Regions from separate parts of the Hordeum vulgare genome. Here region 1 is linked to region 2. Evidence: chromatin contacts called from public Hi-C data. All regions are on one chromosome and are shown on one strand. The core of a region is the stretch at or near the end of the contact, and the rest is flanking DNA. Distances in the headings are between cores, read along the strand shown. Region 1 has its middle 78 kb from the start of LOC123407828. Region 2 holds the start of LOC123411574 (cytochrome P450 77A3).

Region 1 (7,355 bases), core at 2,600-5,099, 270 kb before region 2:
GCACGGACGAGCATATATATAGGCATTCTTTTAGTCCCGGTTGGTGTCTAGAACAGGGACTGAAGACTGACCTTTAGTTCCGGTTCCAGACACGAACCGGGACTAAAGGTGTTGCGCCAGGAAACCACGCCCTTTAGTCCTGGTTGGTGGCTGGAACCGGGAGTAAAGTTCCCAAATGAACCGGGACTAGTGCTCGCCGAGGCCCGACCGACGTCCTAGCCGCTCGAACCGGGAATGATGCACGCATTAGTCCTGGTTCGTAAGTTGACCGGGATTGTTGCTCTGATCTGGCAAAAACCAAAGCCATGTTTTCTACTAGTGCTAGTTGAAGAAACCAGGACAACATGTTTTTCTTCAAAAAAATCTAGACTTAATAAAGTGAGTACTCGAAACTACTTTGAGTAAAAGGGAGCAAGAGCCACATTAGTGTCAGCTTGCCTATAAAGATATTGCATATACTTCTATGAGGATCGGGCTATTCTTGTAAAATTACTGAACTAAAAACAAGCAGGTTAATTTGGGCAACTTTGCCAAGCCTCTCGAGTAGTCTCTTCACCCCATCATGAACATGTGATAACTTCTAAATGAGGAAAAGGAGCACTTCATCTTTTTTTCATTTTTATTAATGGCACCAACAAATAAGCCAATATACATTGTTTATATTCATACGCATTCAACAAGAAAAGTGATCGAGTATTATTTTGTTGAAGTACATAACACTATTAAATACTGCTGAATAGACCATTATACTAGGAGTAAATTGGTCACATCAATGAATTTTCTTTGGTATAAATCACTTGCAAACAACAAAATTTGCTATTGAGCAGAAGGCTTATGTGTGTCTTCATTTTAGATCAATGAGTGCTTGCCTTGGTGTATATCAAAAAGGGTGTACGTTTCTTTTACAACTTCTTCCTGTTAATAGAAGCAATGACAAGGCTCACGCACTATAGTTGACACATTCGAGCATGAAGAACCATAGCTACATGATCACAAAAGCAATGTTAATGATGATGCATTATAAGGCTAACACCCTACTCGTGAATATTAGGTAGATGACACCATCAATATGGAAACTTCCCAAAATGAACACGTGGTTTTGACACATTTCACTGGAGAAAAGTAAATTCCAAGAACTTAGCTTCTTGAAAGCAAGATCTAGATAAGGGTCCTAGTTATGTAAGAGGATCCAAAAGATTAAACATTGCTTCAAGTCACACACGAAGCTTCAAGTCCATAAAGGCAACTTGTAAATGTATTTGATGGATTGTTGGATAATACATGACCCCCTCAAAGTGCAATATTATGTTTCCTTAAACATTAAGATTCATGCCAATCAATGGTTCGAGCTACATGCGTGAATGGTTTGTCTTTGGTGCACTTTCAGCCAAGAGAACGCTGCCCCATGGGCAATATTCAAAAGGGAACTTGAAGTGTTCGAGCTCTCAAACGACATATGTACGTAGTATACTAGTCTCTTGAATCCGGCCCGTCCTATATAGCGTTTGTATTACTTATATAGAAGCTTTGTTGAGTACTCCTCCCAATGGGCCTACCCATGTGACAATTGTTGTGTTTCAGATTATTTTTCTTTGTTTTATTGCTTTTTTCATTTCTAGATTTTGGATTTCCTTCTTTTATTCTTATTTTTATTTTTACACATTGTACATTTTCCAAATTTTTTCGAATATAAAGTGAGTTTTCCTTTCTAGTATATAAACTTCATTTAAATGCACATTGAGATTTTTTACTATATATAATTTTTTTCATTTAAATATTGAACATTGTTTTAATATCCAATGAATATTCTTGTTAAACACATTGAACTTTTTTAATATTTGATGGAGTTTTTAAACAAAAATATGAAACTTTTTTTAGTATAAGATGAAATACACACTGAACATTTTTTTGTAATATATTTTTCTATTTCTAATAGGTTGTTAAATACTCCCTCCGTCCGGAATTACTTGTCACACAAATGTATAAAAATGGATGTACCTAATACTAAAATACATCTAGATACATTCATTTCTATGACAAGTATTTCCGGACGGAGGGAGTATGTAGCTCTGAAAAAAATCAGTTGTTTTGTTTCGGTGAAAAGTTGACATATCTTATTTGAAGCCTCATGTGACCGTTATTGCACATTTTGCAAACGGACGTTTGACGCCCTCTAAGATTGGCCGACCTGTTTAGCTATTATTCTATTTTATGTTTACACTGAATTTGCTAAAGATTATATGTTTGAAATGAAACCTAACGCCCGTCATGAGAATCAAACGAGGGATCTCTTGTCCCTGATAAACTGCACTAACCACCCAACCACAAACGGTTTGCTGTGATAACTTCTCCCTTCTTTTTTTCCTTCCTACTTCCCATTTGTTTTGTTTTCTTAAGTTTCATGAACTTCTTACAAAAACGACGACATTAAAAACTGATGAACCTTTGATGAATTTCTTTCAATATCAATGAGCTTTCTTTAAATCATTTATTTTTAAAGAGAGTTCTAGAAATTCGAAGAACTTTTATCAAATCTGATGAACTTTTTTCCAAATTCTGTGAACCTTTTTCAAGTCCAATGAACATTTTTCAAAATCGGTGAACTCATCCAGATTTGGTCAATTTTAATTCAAAATTGACAATCTTTTTTTTCAAAATTGATGAACTTTTTTCAAATTGATGAACTTTTTTCATATTCAAGTATGATTTGGAAAAAATGGAAGACCGTTTTTTCAACTTAAACAAACTTTTTCAAGTTCCTGAACTTTTTTTTCAGAATCAGAGAAGTTTTTTGAAATCACGGTTTTTTCGTTTTTCTGCCACTATTTCCTTTTTCAAGTTCAGGACTCTTATTTCAGAATCAGTGAAGTGTTTTATCTCATTTTTTGAGATCGTGTACATGGGCCGACGCACCCGTGGTGTCGCATGGGCACAGGCAGGTTCTGTGGCGTCGAATAGGAGCTCTTTGAAAAGATGAGTAAATTATGAAGAAAGCAAAATCATTCACGGAGCAAAGTGGGCCAGCCCCTTTTTCCTTGCTTCACACAAGCCGCCTAGATGGAATTTTCTATTTGCGGCGCGTTGCATCAAACTATCGACGCAACGCACAGAATTTTCACTGGTGATGTGCGGTGACCTGGGGGACTCATTATCGTGTTTGAGAGTTTTTTGGTTTTGGGAATATTTTAGAGATTTTTAGTCTGGTTTTCTAGCTTTGGGAAATTTCTATAATTTTTTTGAACCGTTCCCTTTTCCTTGTAAAGTTTTTCTTTTTTTTAAGCCTTTAAATTTTATTCTTATTTTTTTCACACTTTCATTTGTTCGTTTGTTCTCAAAATTGAAAAAGGCTGGGTCGGTTCATTTGTTCTCAAAATTGAAAAAATGTTCGTGGTTTAATTTTTTTTCACACTTTCAAATTTCTTTGGAGTTTTTGAAAAAATTTCTAGTTTCAAAAAAAATATTTCACGATTTTCCAAAGTTGTTCTCAGTTTCAAAATATGTTCTCAAAATTCCAAAAATGTTTGTGTTTTAGAATTAGTATAAGCTTCGAAATTTGTTCAGGGTTTTTCAAAAAAAATCTCCTTTTGAAAATTTTGTTGTCGAGATTCAAAAAATATTCATGCTTTAAAAAATTGTTCACGCTTTCAATTTCATTCACAATACTTCGAAATTATTTTTCAAATTCGAAAAATGTTTTTTATTTCAAATACGAGAAGAAAACTAAAAAGGAAAAGAAAAAACGAACCAGAAAAGAAGAAAATAAACAGAAAAGAGAAAGTAACAAAAAGTAAAACAAATCAGAGCTGGGCCGGTCCAATCGGGGCACCCCTGTGCGGCGTAGGTGTCCCTGACGCAACGAACGCCAGGTAGGAGCTTTCTCTGTTGGAGGCAAAGCGCGTCACATAGGAGGTCCCCAGTATTCTGTCCCATGGAATTCTTTTTCTTTTTCTTTATGGATATTTGTATTGTTGGTTTTTTGTCGTCTAGTTTCTCCATTTTTCGATGGTTCTTGACTGTTTTCTTAGTTCCTTAACAGTTTGTTTTATTTTTTTATCATATTTCTCAATTTTTATTGTTGTCACTCGGCCTTTTGTTTTCCGTTCTTAACAATTTCTTAGTTTTCCTCTTATTTTATATTAGTTTCTCAATTACCTTAGATACATTATTTACACACATGTCTACATTTTACAATATCTTATACTTTTTAGACATTTTACAATATTTTTATACACGATTTAATACATTGGCTATTTTTTCACATTTTCAAATAAATGATTACAAGTTTATAATACATGTTCAACCTTTGTCCTATACACATTAAACGTTTTACAAATACATTTGTGATTTCGTAATGCTTGGTTATCATTTTTGTATATATATTTAATACTTTTCAATGCCTTATTAATATTTTTCAAAAACTTGTCAAACATTTTTTTCAAATGCTTGATTAATATTTTTCAAATACATGATCAAAATTTTCACAGAAATTATTTACGTTTTGTATATATATTTTTCATATATGTGGGGAATATTTTTTCTGTACACAATTTGCATTTTCCTAATGGTTGATTAACAGTTTCTTATTGATAGTAATCTCGCCGATCCATATTAATTGATGCACACCTAATACAATACTGTACTAAAATTTTACTCCCTTTGTAAATAAATATAAGGACGTTTAGATCATTAAAATATATTTTTATGAACGGAGTACTAAGTTTGCATCCATTAATATGGATGGGGGGTATATTCATTTAGAATATTTGAAAGTACGAATGATATTAACAAAGAAAAGGTAAAATGAAAAAAATTGAAAACCTAAGAAAACGAGCCTGTGGCCTCTGCGCGCCCGGACCAACCCATCTTGCAGTGGCCTTGATGCGAGCCTTCCCTACGTCTCACTTTGTATTCACACGTAGTGGGAACAAATATCTAAGGAACGCTTCTTCGGAACTCTTTCGAGGGTCACTCTCAAACGCCACCATTTGGCGCATTGCCAGTCACTGCCACGAGTCGCGTTCTAGGTGTTTCCTCTGGATTTTCTTTTTTATTTATTTTATCACATGCATTTTTGGCTTTTAAAAATGTTTTTTGTTTTTTTATTCTCTGTTTCAGTTATCCAATGGTCTTTCCTACCTTTTGGATGAAAAAAAAAATCTTTTTTTTTGCATGAGAAAACGTGCTTTGTTTATTGTTTCTCTTAAGAGGGTTTTCTTTCGCGAGAGCCATAAATTTGCTTCCGTAAAAGGCACGGTCGTGTATCTTGATTTTTTTTTGCATTTTTTCCTTTCTTGAGAGGCAACAGTTTTATTCCTCGTGAGACACGGTTGTGTTTCTCAGAAACGAAAAAAAAGTATTTTCTGTTTTCTCCTTTATCGTGAGGCATGATTTTGCTTCTGTGAGAGGCATAGCCGTGCCTCTTGTAAATGAAAAAACACATTTTTTATTTTTGTTTATTTGCCAAGGGGCATGATTTGCTTCGGTTGTGTCTCGAAAACAGAAAAAATCGTGTTTTTCTTTTTTTTTCTTTTGCAGAATGCACGGTTTTGCTTCTGCGATAGGCAGGGTCATGTCTCTCTGAAACGGAAACAAAACACATTTTTTGCATTCCGTGAGAGGCATGATTTTTTCGTCCATTTTTTTTGAAAAAATGTTTATTGAAACCTATTAACATGGGATCTAATTTCAAAGATCTTGAAACGAGAAATCTAAAGATGAAAATGGTTCGAGATTTGGACGCACGGTTTAAGAGATAAAACGTTTTAAAATAACGGATGTATGAAAAAAAGAAAAAAAATCCGGATTTACGACAAGTGACACATACAGTGTACCACTTGTTGTGACATGAAAAGATGGAAGTAATAACCTTTAAAATGAGTACTTCTCAATTAATAATTTCGTCACGTAAGGGTGCCTGCAATCTTCTCCATTTGCTACTTTTGCTCAAAAGTAAATAAATTCGCTCTATCTACTAAAGCTTTAGCATGGAGTGCCCCTCAAAAAACAAAACGCTTTAGCATGGAGCGAGACTAACTAAAGGGCTAGCAAAAATTAAACATTTGATCGGGAATTCCCTATTTGCCTTACTTCTTTATTTCCCGATTCGAGCAGTGCACACGGCCGAGGCCTGCCAATTTGCATACATAGCGTAGATAAAGGCTAAATTTTTTTAAATATTGCATTTTTGTTTTTTTTTTTGAAAAATATTACACAAAATTTAGAATTTTCAAAAATAATACGGCCTCGTCTTAGGCGTGGTCGATTGGAACATATCGGCTTAGCCAAGACCAATAAGTCCCAATCGGCCTTGGTTAGGTCGATAGGCCTGTCAGCCTGGCTTCCGGTAGCTTATCGGCCTTGGCGAAGCCAATAAGCTCCTGTCGGCCTTGGCTAGGCCAATAAGTCCTTATCAGCCTTGGCTTAGACCAATAAGGACTGATTGGTGTTGGCTAGGCCAATAGATGCATGGGATTTTTTTTGCATGTTAGCTATTTTCCATGCTCCATTTTCTGCCTAGGTTCCCGCCAATTTACCCCCCTCCCCCAATACTTTCCCGCCAATTTATCCCCCAATACTTTCCCGCCAAAATTGACGAGAAATGGTGAAAGGGCGTGGATGTCGCCTAGAGGGGGGTGAATAGACGCTTTAAAATAATTAAGGTTTAAGCTTGAACAAATGCGGAATAAAACTAACGTTTAATATGTCAAGCACAAAACCTCAAACAACTAGGCTCACATATGTGCACCAACAACTTATGCTAAGCAAGATAAACAACTAAGTGATAGCAAGATATATAACAAAAGACAATATGGCTATCACAAAGTAAAGTGCATAAGTAAAGGGTTTGGGTAAGAGATAACCGAGGTACGCTGAGACGATGATGTATCCCGAAGTTCACACCCTTCTGGATGCTAATCTCCGTTGGAGCGGTGTGGAGGCACAATGCTCCCCAAGATGCCACTAAGGCCACCGTAATCTCCTCACGCCCTCGCACAATGCAAGATGCCGTGATTCCACTAAGGGACCCTTGAGGGCGGTCACCGAACTCGTACAAATGGCAAACCTTGGGGGCGGTCACCGAACCCGTACACGTGGCAACCCTTGGGGGCGGTTACCGGTACCCGTACAAATTGCTCGGTGCAATCTCCACAACCTAATTGGAGACCCCGACGCTTGCCCGGAGCTTCACACCACAATGATTGAGCTTCGAGACACCACCAAGCTTCTAGGACGCCAAAGCATCCACGAAGAACAATATCTAGGGTACTAAGTACCAAAGGTAATAAGCTTCTCAAACTTCACTTCCATGTATCACCGTGGAGAACTCAAACCGGTGCAACCAATGCAATGGCAAG
Region 2 (7,587 bases), core at 4,108-6,607:
CGAGAGAGAAGTAGAAAGAGAGAAATGACGACTGTGCTTCGGTTCGTGCTTTTCATCGCCCGAAACGACGCGGGATGCAAACTGTTTGGGCCTTTAGTCCCGGGTTGAGCCACCAACCGGGACTAAAGAGGTATACCAACGGTTGCCACCACTACGGCAGGCCACGTGTTAGGCCTTTAGTCCCGGGTTGAGCCACCAACCGGGACTAAAGGGGGATACGAACGGTTGCCACCACCACTGCCCGCCGCGTAGCCCTTTAGTCCCGGTTTGGGACACGAACCAGGACTAAAGGCTCCTTACGGGTCGGGACTAAAGCCTCGAGGGAGGCATTAAGAATTGGGGCGACGTGGCCGGGCCTTTAGTCCCGGTCAAAGGCCCGTTTTCCACTAGTGAAGATTTAGTTACATTAACTAAACTAGACGGTACATACGTCATTAAACACTAAATCAACCACTACTACATAGCAAACAAATCCAACCAGGATTGAGTTACAGATCATAGCGCTGAGCTTAAACAGAAAGACAAGGAGAAATTACACGCTTACCACGGCCATAAAATCTCCTCCCGGTGTATAAGCCATCTAATGCCAGAAATTGCTTGGCCCTGAACTGGTGAAGCTTGCATTTCGTGGACGAATCAACCACTGTGCCAGAGAAAGAGGCATCAACAATGGTCTCTTGGTTTTCCTCTATTGACAAGATATTGATTAACGAACATAACCTTCCAACGAGCTTCAAATCGAATATGAAATCAAAAATCCCCAAATACAAATCGTAACCGGAACCCAAACCCACGGAAACACTTACCCGCAAAACCATGTCCATGCCGGTGTATCGAGGTCCTCCTCGGTTCTCTCGTCTCCATCTTTCTAGGGAGGGGGGGGGGGGGGGGGGCGTCGTTGCCGACGCAGATGTGAGAGGGGTGTCGACTCATGTTTCCCTTTAAGAAAATGTTCTAACCGAGCCGGTCCGACCAATGTTAACGACTGTAAGTCTCACGTGTCGCCGCTTCTCTCGGCGTGTGGACGGTTTGCCATGTCAAAACAGGATAAAAAATATTCTCACTATTATCAATTTTTCGGCTCGATAAATTTGGTCAAGGTTTGTAAACCGATGATTTTCTACTAATGACACCTCTAATTGTAGGTTTTTTCCCCACTCACATGAAAGAATCTTATCTATGCATCTTAATTAGAAAAGGCGTCCCTGGAAGACTAGGCATTGCAGCATTAATGTTCCACTCTTAACCAAACAGTGTAGGCCTAGTTTAGACTGAACCCAATCCCTAACTGCCACTCACTTCTCAAGTCACACTTCTGATCGCTACTGCGCACCAACCATCCGAGTGAAGCTCAAACGCCCATCATTCTTAGTTCAAAGCTCAAATGTCTGTTTAATGACACAACTGCATGAATAAGGATGGTTGAACCATTGGTCTTTCGGCGCATCAAGCTCCAATTGGTACCTCTGACCAAACCACATTTGATAGGTTGCAGCCCTGACTTTGATATTCTTAGTCACACAGGTACCAACGTCTACCGATTTTTATTGATTATTAAGATTTTTCTTTTGCGGGTGAATTGATTATTGGGTTAATGTCACATCCCATGCACCTAACAACATCTCTAGCCGTCCCCAAGACGCCCCCTAGGAGCACTTTTTGGCGTCGATGGACGAAAAATTTCCACTCATGCCCTCAACGCCCCACTTTTCGTCAGATTTGGACAAAACTAGAGCCGGCATTCTCAGGCCAAATCCAGATCACCAGGGGGTATTCGGGGGCGCCGAGGCTACTTTTTACATGCAAATAACCAACCATCACTCGCCCATCCCCTCTCTCTCCTCTTTATTTCTCCTCCGCACATGACACATGAACTGCATAGAGAGGGTGTGACCGGCATAGAGCGCCCTGCCTGATGGCTGGGGACACAACGAGCGAAAAAATAGTAACCCCCAGAGTAAAAATTATGCCGGGCAACCCCTATCGACGTAAAAAAGGCCTCCTGGAGACCTCAACAGAGAGTACGGTTCATAACCGGTTCTGTGCAACTATAAGTAGAGTATTTAGGTAGAGAGAGTAAAAACTTAGAGTGGTACCCTCGTTTTAAAATGTAGTGCAAATTTCGTTTTCTCAAAATCAAGCATGTGTGTGTTTGATCAAATTTAAAAAGAAAAGCATCAACAAGGCCATATTATCATTAGATTAATCTTGATGTATATTTTTATATTTTATTTATTTAGTATTATAGATGTCGATAGCTCATTTTGTAAACAAGGTCAAACAAAATATACACCACACTGTGGAATTTAGGACGTAATGGCTATTTCTTTTCTTGAATGACAACAAAAATATACTCCCAACGAACAAGACCAGGGTTATAGATACATTTGTCGATCAAATCAAGAATTAAAGAGAAGGAGAAAGAATGAAAATAAGATGAAGCACTAAAATACTCAAGAGAAGAGGAGAAAATAAAACATGACACTAAAAATTAAGACAGCATCTCGATGCGATGTCCAATTCCAACGGCGGATCGGAGCAGTATTTATACATGTCTTTTCTTGATGCATGAGACCCCGCGCCATAATCACCTAACCGTGGCACGTACGTACGTACGCGCGCCACCGCCACCGCCACCGCCACCGCCGCGCATCTGGGTCGACCGAGGCAGTCAATTCGCGGCCACCGGCGGCGGCTGGTTGCGCTCGACGATGCCGGCCCGGAGCGAGTTCTTCATGACGACGGTGAAGGCGAAGGTCTCGGTGGGGTCGGGGGGGCCCTCGCCGGCGGGGGGAGTCCACCGGAGCTCCCGAATCATGTTGGCGAGGGTGAGCTGGATGTGGAGCACGCCGAGCGTGGCGGCCGGGCAGATGCGGCGGCCGGCGCCGAACGGCATCATGCGGAGCGCGCGCGTGCCGGTGATGTCGGTGTCGTGGCCCTCGCCGCCCTCGAGGAACCGCTCCGGCCGCCACGCGCCCGGGTCCGGCCACGTCTCCGGGTTCTCCGTCACCCACGCCGTGTAGAACTCCACGCTGGCGTTCGCCGGCACCCTGTACCCGCCCAGCTCGGCGTCCCTCGTCGCCGCGTGCGACAGCACGAAGTGGCTCGGCGGGTGCCGCCGGAACGTCTCCTTCACCACCGCCTGCGACCAAGAAAATATTTAGTCACACCTCACACGTCAAACTTACTTAATTAGAAATTGGAGTCTTCTGCTGTCGATCGCTTTCGGTTGACCCTGGCTCACTGATGAGCCGGCAAACGTCATTTTCAAATCTGTTTTCATGTCCAAATCATCGATCATGATTGATCATTTGGTCACCGGCTACACTCGAGTGGCCAGCTGCATGAGTGTCTGCTTACTTTAATCCCTACGTCAACTATCCTTAATTAGTAGCCGCAATCTTGGTTCGAAGGTGTGGTGATAGTCCTTCAACAGAAAAAGGGAAGGGAACATGCATGGGACCGACCGATCGATCGATGGTGATGGTGTGACACTTGTGTTCCAATCACAAACTGTGAAGGTTTAGTTGATTGATTAGCCGGTCGATCAGGTAGTAGTGATCATCAGTTCATATTCCTATGTCCTGGTGCTAAAGTGGACTTCTCTCAAGTCTCAACTGCAATGCCAAATGTCTACTTTAAGGACAGGAATTTCTTACAATTGATTTTGCCCAAACGAGCTTGCAAGAATGAACCATTTCTGTGCATGGTAATAAGCATATTGCTAAATTAATTAATCTGTCGCTTGAGTTAAATGATGTCAAAGATAAACAATGTAGAGTATGCTAGAATGGGAATGGATGGATTGATCACCTGCAGGTAGGGCAAGGACTCGACGTCGGCCTCGGTGATCCGGGCGGTCTTGCCGGCCTTGGCGACGACCTCGTCGTAGACCCTCTCTTGCGCGGCCGGGTCGAGGATGAGGTGCATCATGACCCACTCCAGCGCGGTGGCGCTGGTGTCGGTGCCGGCGCTCATCACCTCGGAGCAGAGCGTGACCAGCTCCTCCTCGCCGAGCCGCTTCCCTCTGCCCGGCGGCTCTAGGTCGAACAGCGAGTCCACGTACGCCTCCCCGGGCGGGCTCATCATCTCCACGCCGCCGATCACCCTGTTCCCCTCCCCGGCCGCCTTGCACGCGTTGCCGCCTGTCCGGAGGAACTCCCGCCGCGCGCGCACCAGCGGCAGCAGGCAGTTGAGCTGCCGCCGGCGCAGGTTCTTGGCCTCGGCGAGCTCCCTCCGGAAGAGCGGCGTGAGGAGGGGCAGGAAGTCCGGGAGCTTGGGCAGGGAGATCATCATCACGTCCTTGAGCACCTCCTCGATCTCCACGATGAGCTCGTCAGGGATCTTGGCGCCGAAGCAGATGCAGATGAGGATGCTGCAGATAGTGAGGCGGCAGCTGGCCATCATGCGGACGGCGCCGGTCTTGGCGTGCTCCGCGCGTATCCGGCGGAGGTGGTTGCCCATGGCCCACTCCCGGATCCACGAGAAGCCCTTGACCCGCTGCGGCGACACGATCTCGGCGACGAAGTTCCGGCGGAGCGCGCGCCAGAGCGGGCCGTAGGGCGCGGAGTTGACGGTGCACTTGCCGACGCTGAAGAGGAGGCGGATGGGGCTGTCCGCCGGGCGGCTGGCGAACATGGGGCCCTGCTTGACGAGCGCGTCGTGGATGAGGTCGGCGTCGGTGACGATGACGAGGGTGCGCTGGCCCATGCGCATGGTGAAGATGGGCCCGTACTTCTCCCGGAGGTCGCGCACGACGTACATGAAGGGGCGGCGCTGGAGGATCACCTGGAAGAGGTTGCCCACCACCGGCCACCCGGGCGGGCCCGGAGGGAGGCCGTCCACGCCGCCCGTCTTGGAGCACCGCCGCCACCACATCAGCCCCAGCACCACCGCCGACGCCAGCAGCAGCACGTCGTTGACGTCCATCGCGCCGCCCTCCTCGTCGAACCCGGCCAGCTCACGATGTACGCCTCTTTGTAAGCTTGCTCTACTGGAGGTGGAGGAATGGCATGAAAATAGTGTGTGCTGTACGTACCTAGGAGGCAGGTCGATGAGCTAGTATGCGTGGTGTGTCGTCAATGGCGGAGTGGGTGGAGCGATATATAGCGGGGCGGGCCGGGGGAGACGAGGCGAGACTACTGTGGGGGGCGTAAATGCGAGCCATCTACCATCTGAAAGGAGCCATGAATGCGAGCTCTGGTGTGTCCTTTAATGCGGGCTCGTGAGAGCTCGGCGAGCAGTAGGGCTGTACGTACGCCACTGGTATTGTACTGTGTACCGGCGGCAGCAAGCTGGCCATGGCTACCTTAGCTAGGGAGCCAGTGAGCCGCACGCAGCTGGTTTTCTTTCTTGGAATCTAGAAGCGGCATGGCTGCTGCGCTCATCGCTCTGCTATCGCTTTCATTAATGGCGCGCGTCAGTGGAGCACGAGCCGGTGCGGTTGGGAAGTGGAGTGACGCTGTCCAAGTCCAACGCGCTGCGACCATGGGATGGGAGCCAAGCCATTATTCACGCACCCAGGGAGTGACCATGGCCAGGCCGGTACACTGCCATTTCCCCCGTTGTTAAAAGGGTCACAATTAACTTTGCCCGGCGGGTAAAAATCATGGGCGTCAGTAACTCGTAAGCAATGAAATAGTTTTTAGACCATCTCCAATATGCGCGCCGTGCCTAAAAAACTAGTTTACCGCGCGCTGGTCGCCTGATCGCCTAAATAGTTTTTATTAGAGCAACTTCAACGGACCGACCCAAACGGACGACGAATTTGTCCGTCTTTTGTCTGTTTGGGTCGGGCGGCCGTCCGACGTCCGTCCTGTTTTAGATTTGGATCGGCAGTGCGTCTAACGTGCCGACCCATTTCATGTCCGCGGTCAACATATTTAAAAAAAAGGCCCGCGGCAGATCATGTCAGCGGCCATGTTTCATGCGAGCAACATGCCAGCGCCATCATACAATGCCGGCTTCAAAAAATAGCATCACAGTCATGCTGGCGCACTCGCTAGCTGGCCGACACACATGCCAGCACAGAAAAACCTGTGGGACTTGAGTTCGACCACGTCATTGCGGCCCCGTGGTCATGCCAGCACACCTGCTCGCATCCAAAAAACATGGCGCTCGTCGCCATAGATCACTCGTTGTCGAAGTTGAGCATGTTGGCCTCCATCTTCTCGAACCACGGCCTCTTCCTTGGCGATACAGTGTTGAGATCCACCTTCATGATCTCCACCCCGGTCATCATGTTCGCGAGAGCCACTTCTTTGACCTTGGTCTTGGCGTTGGCGACCTCAATCTCTAGCATTTTGGCTTGCTTCTCCGCCTCCATCTCAAGCATTCGTGCTTGCTTCTCCGCCTTCTTGTCAATCCTCCTCCTTTGGAGCTCCAAGAAGGCGTTTATTTGCTTTTTTCTTTCTTGCCGGCGCTTCTCCTCCCTTGAGTCCTTTTTGGTGATCATGCCCTCCACGGTTGCGATCAAGGCGATCGATGCCGCATCCCGCTTGTCCTCCTTCTTGGAGTTGGTCTTCCCCCCCCCCCCCCCCGGCCGAGCCTTCTCGCCGTCCCCAACCTCCTCCACGGCTTGCTTCCCACCACGCGACTTGAGGCCGGCATATTGCGTCTTGAACTTCTCCTCGTCTTTGATCACCCTAAAGCAATGGGAGAGGTTGAAGCACTTGCCATTGTGTTGGGCCTTGAATGCCTCTAACGCTTGAAATGCCTACAAATGTATTTCATGCAAGTCTATTGATAAAATGATATGAAAAGCATGTACATGATGACACAAAAAGAGGGCGGCTTGCTGGCATACCATGTCTTGCACACCGATGCCGCTCACGGGGCGGGCCTTGACGCTCTCAAGAGTGGCACAAAACTTGTTTCACTCTTGTTGGATCACCCTCCAACGCTTCGAAATGGACACCCACCCACGCGCGCTTGCTATTTGATACGGCGGAAACTTCTTCCGCTCATGAAACTCACGGTGAACACGAATCCAAAAGGTTGAATGCTTTTGTTCGGCACCCGTCTTGGGGTCTTGCCCAATGTCTCTCCAACGCTCTCAAAGAAGCTTGTCCTCGACCGCCGTGTATGCCTTGGTCCGCTTGCTCTTGCGCTTCGGTGTCGTCCCGTCCGCTTGGTTGGCGAGCTCGTCCTCAAACAAAGGCTCCGCTTCGATGTCACACTCGTACTCTTCCTCTAGCCCGTAGTCCTCCGGGAACTCATGATCGAGAGGGGAGCCGTCCAGGTCCAGGCCGACGCTGACCTGATCACCCATGAAGGCGGCCTGATCTTCATTGTAGCCTCGGCCATCCTGGCTTTGTGTCTCGTTGGGATCGAAGCCAGCGTCTTGCGCACCACCCTCGAAGATCATGTTCTGCATGTAGTCATCGACGGCCAGAATTCCGCCGAATAGGTTGCGCGCGTCTGGCAGCTTGTCGGCTGGCGTATGCCTCGCACGTTTCCTCGCGCCTCCGGATGACGAGCCACCGGCCACCGGTGTGGCGTTGAGGTGGATGGTCGTGGGTGCGGGCGTGGAAGGCGCGACCACGCTCACCTCGGGCGAGCACTCCCCCGAGAGACGGGAGGCCTGCA

Evidence for each region. A called contact is a pair of places that touch in the nucleus more often than the background predicts.
Region 1: a Hi-C map of leaf shows a contact between it and region 2, with 4 times the contacts expected there. The contact joins the enhancer-like site here to the promoter of LOC123411574 in region 2. A contact is called at or near these places in 2 of 6 Hi-C or Micro-C datasets (both in leaf).

What each region holds. Positions count from the first base shown.
Region 1 is chr7H:588,474,210-588,481,564 of MorexV3_pseudomolecules_assembly, reverse strand. No RefSeq gene overlaps it. Among protein-coding and RNA genes, the nearest start is that of LOC123407828, 78 kb to the left of the region's middle. Within about 2 kb of position 3,849, at least 3 of the 3 cell types and tissues checked have open chromatin away from gene starts, as enhancers often do. A contact at or near this core is called in leaf, where this site is marked.
Region 2 is chr7H:588,202,355-588,209,941 of MorexV3_pseudomolecules_assembly, reverse strand. It overlaps LOC123411574 (cytochrome P450 77A3), which reads right to left and starts at 5,357. Exons shown (of 2, transcript XM_045104543.1): 1 at 3,814-5,357; 2 at 2,306-3,142. The coding sequence starts at 4,929. The coding sequence ends at 2,672.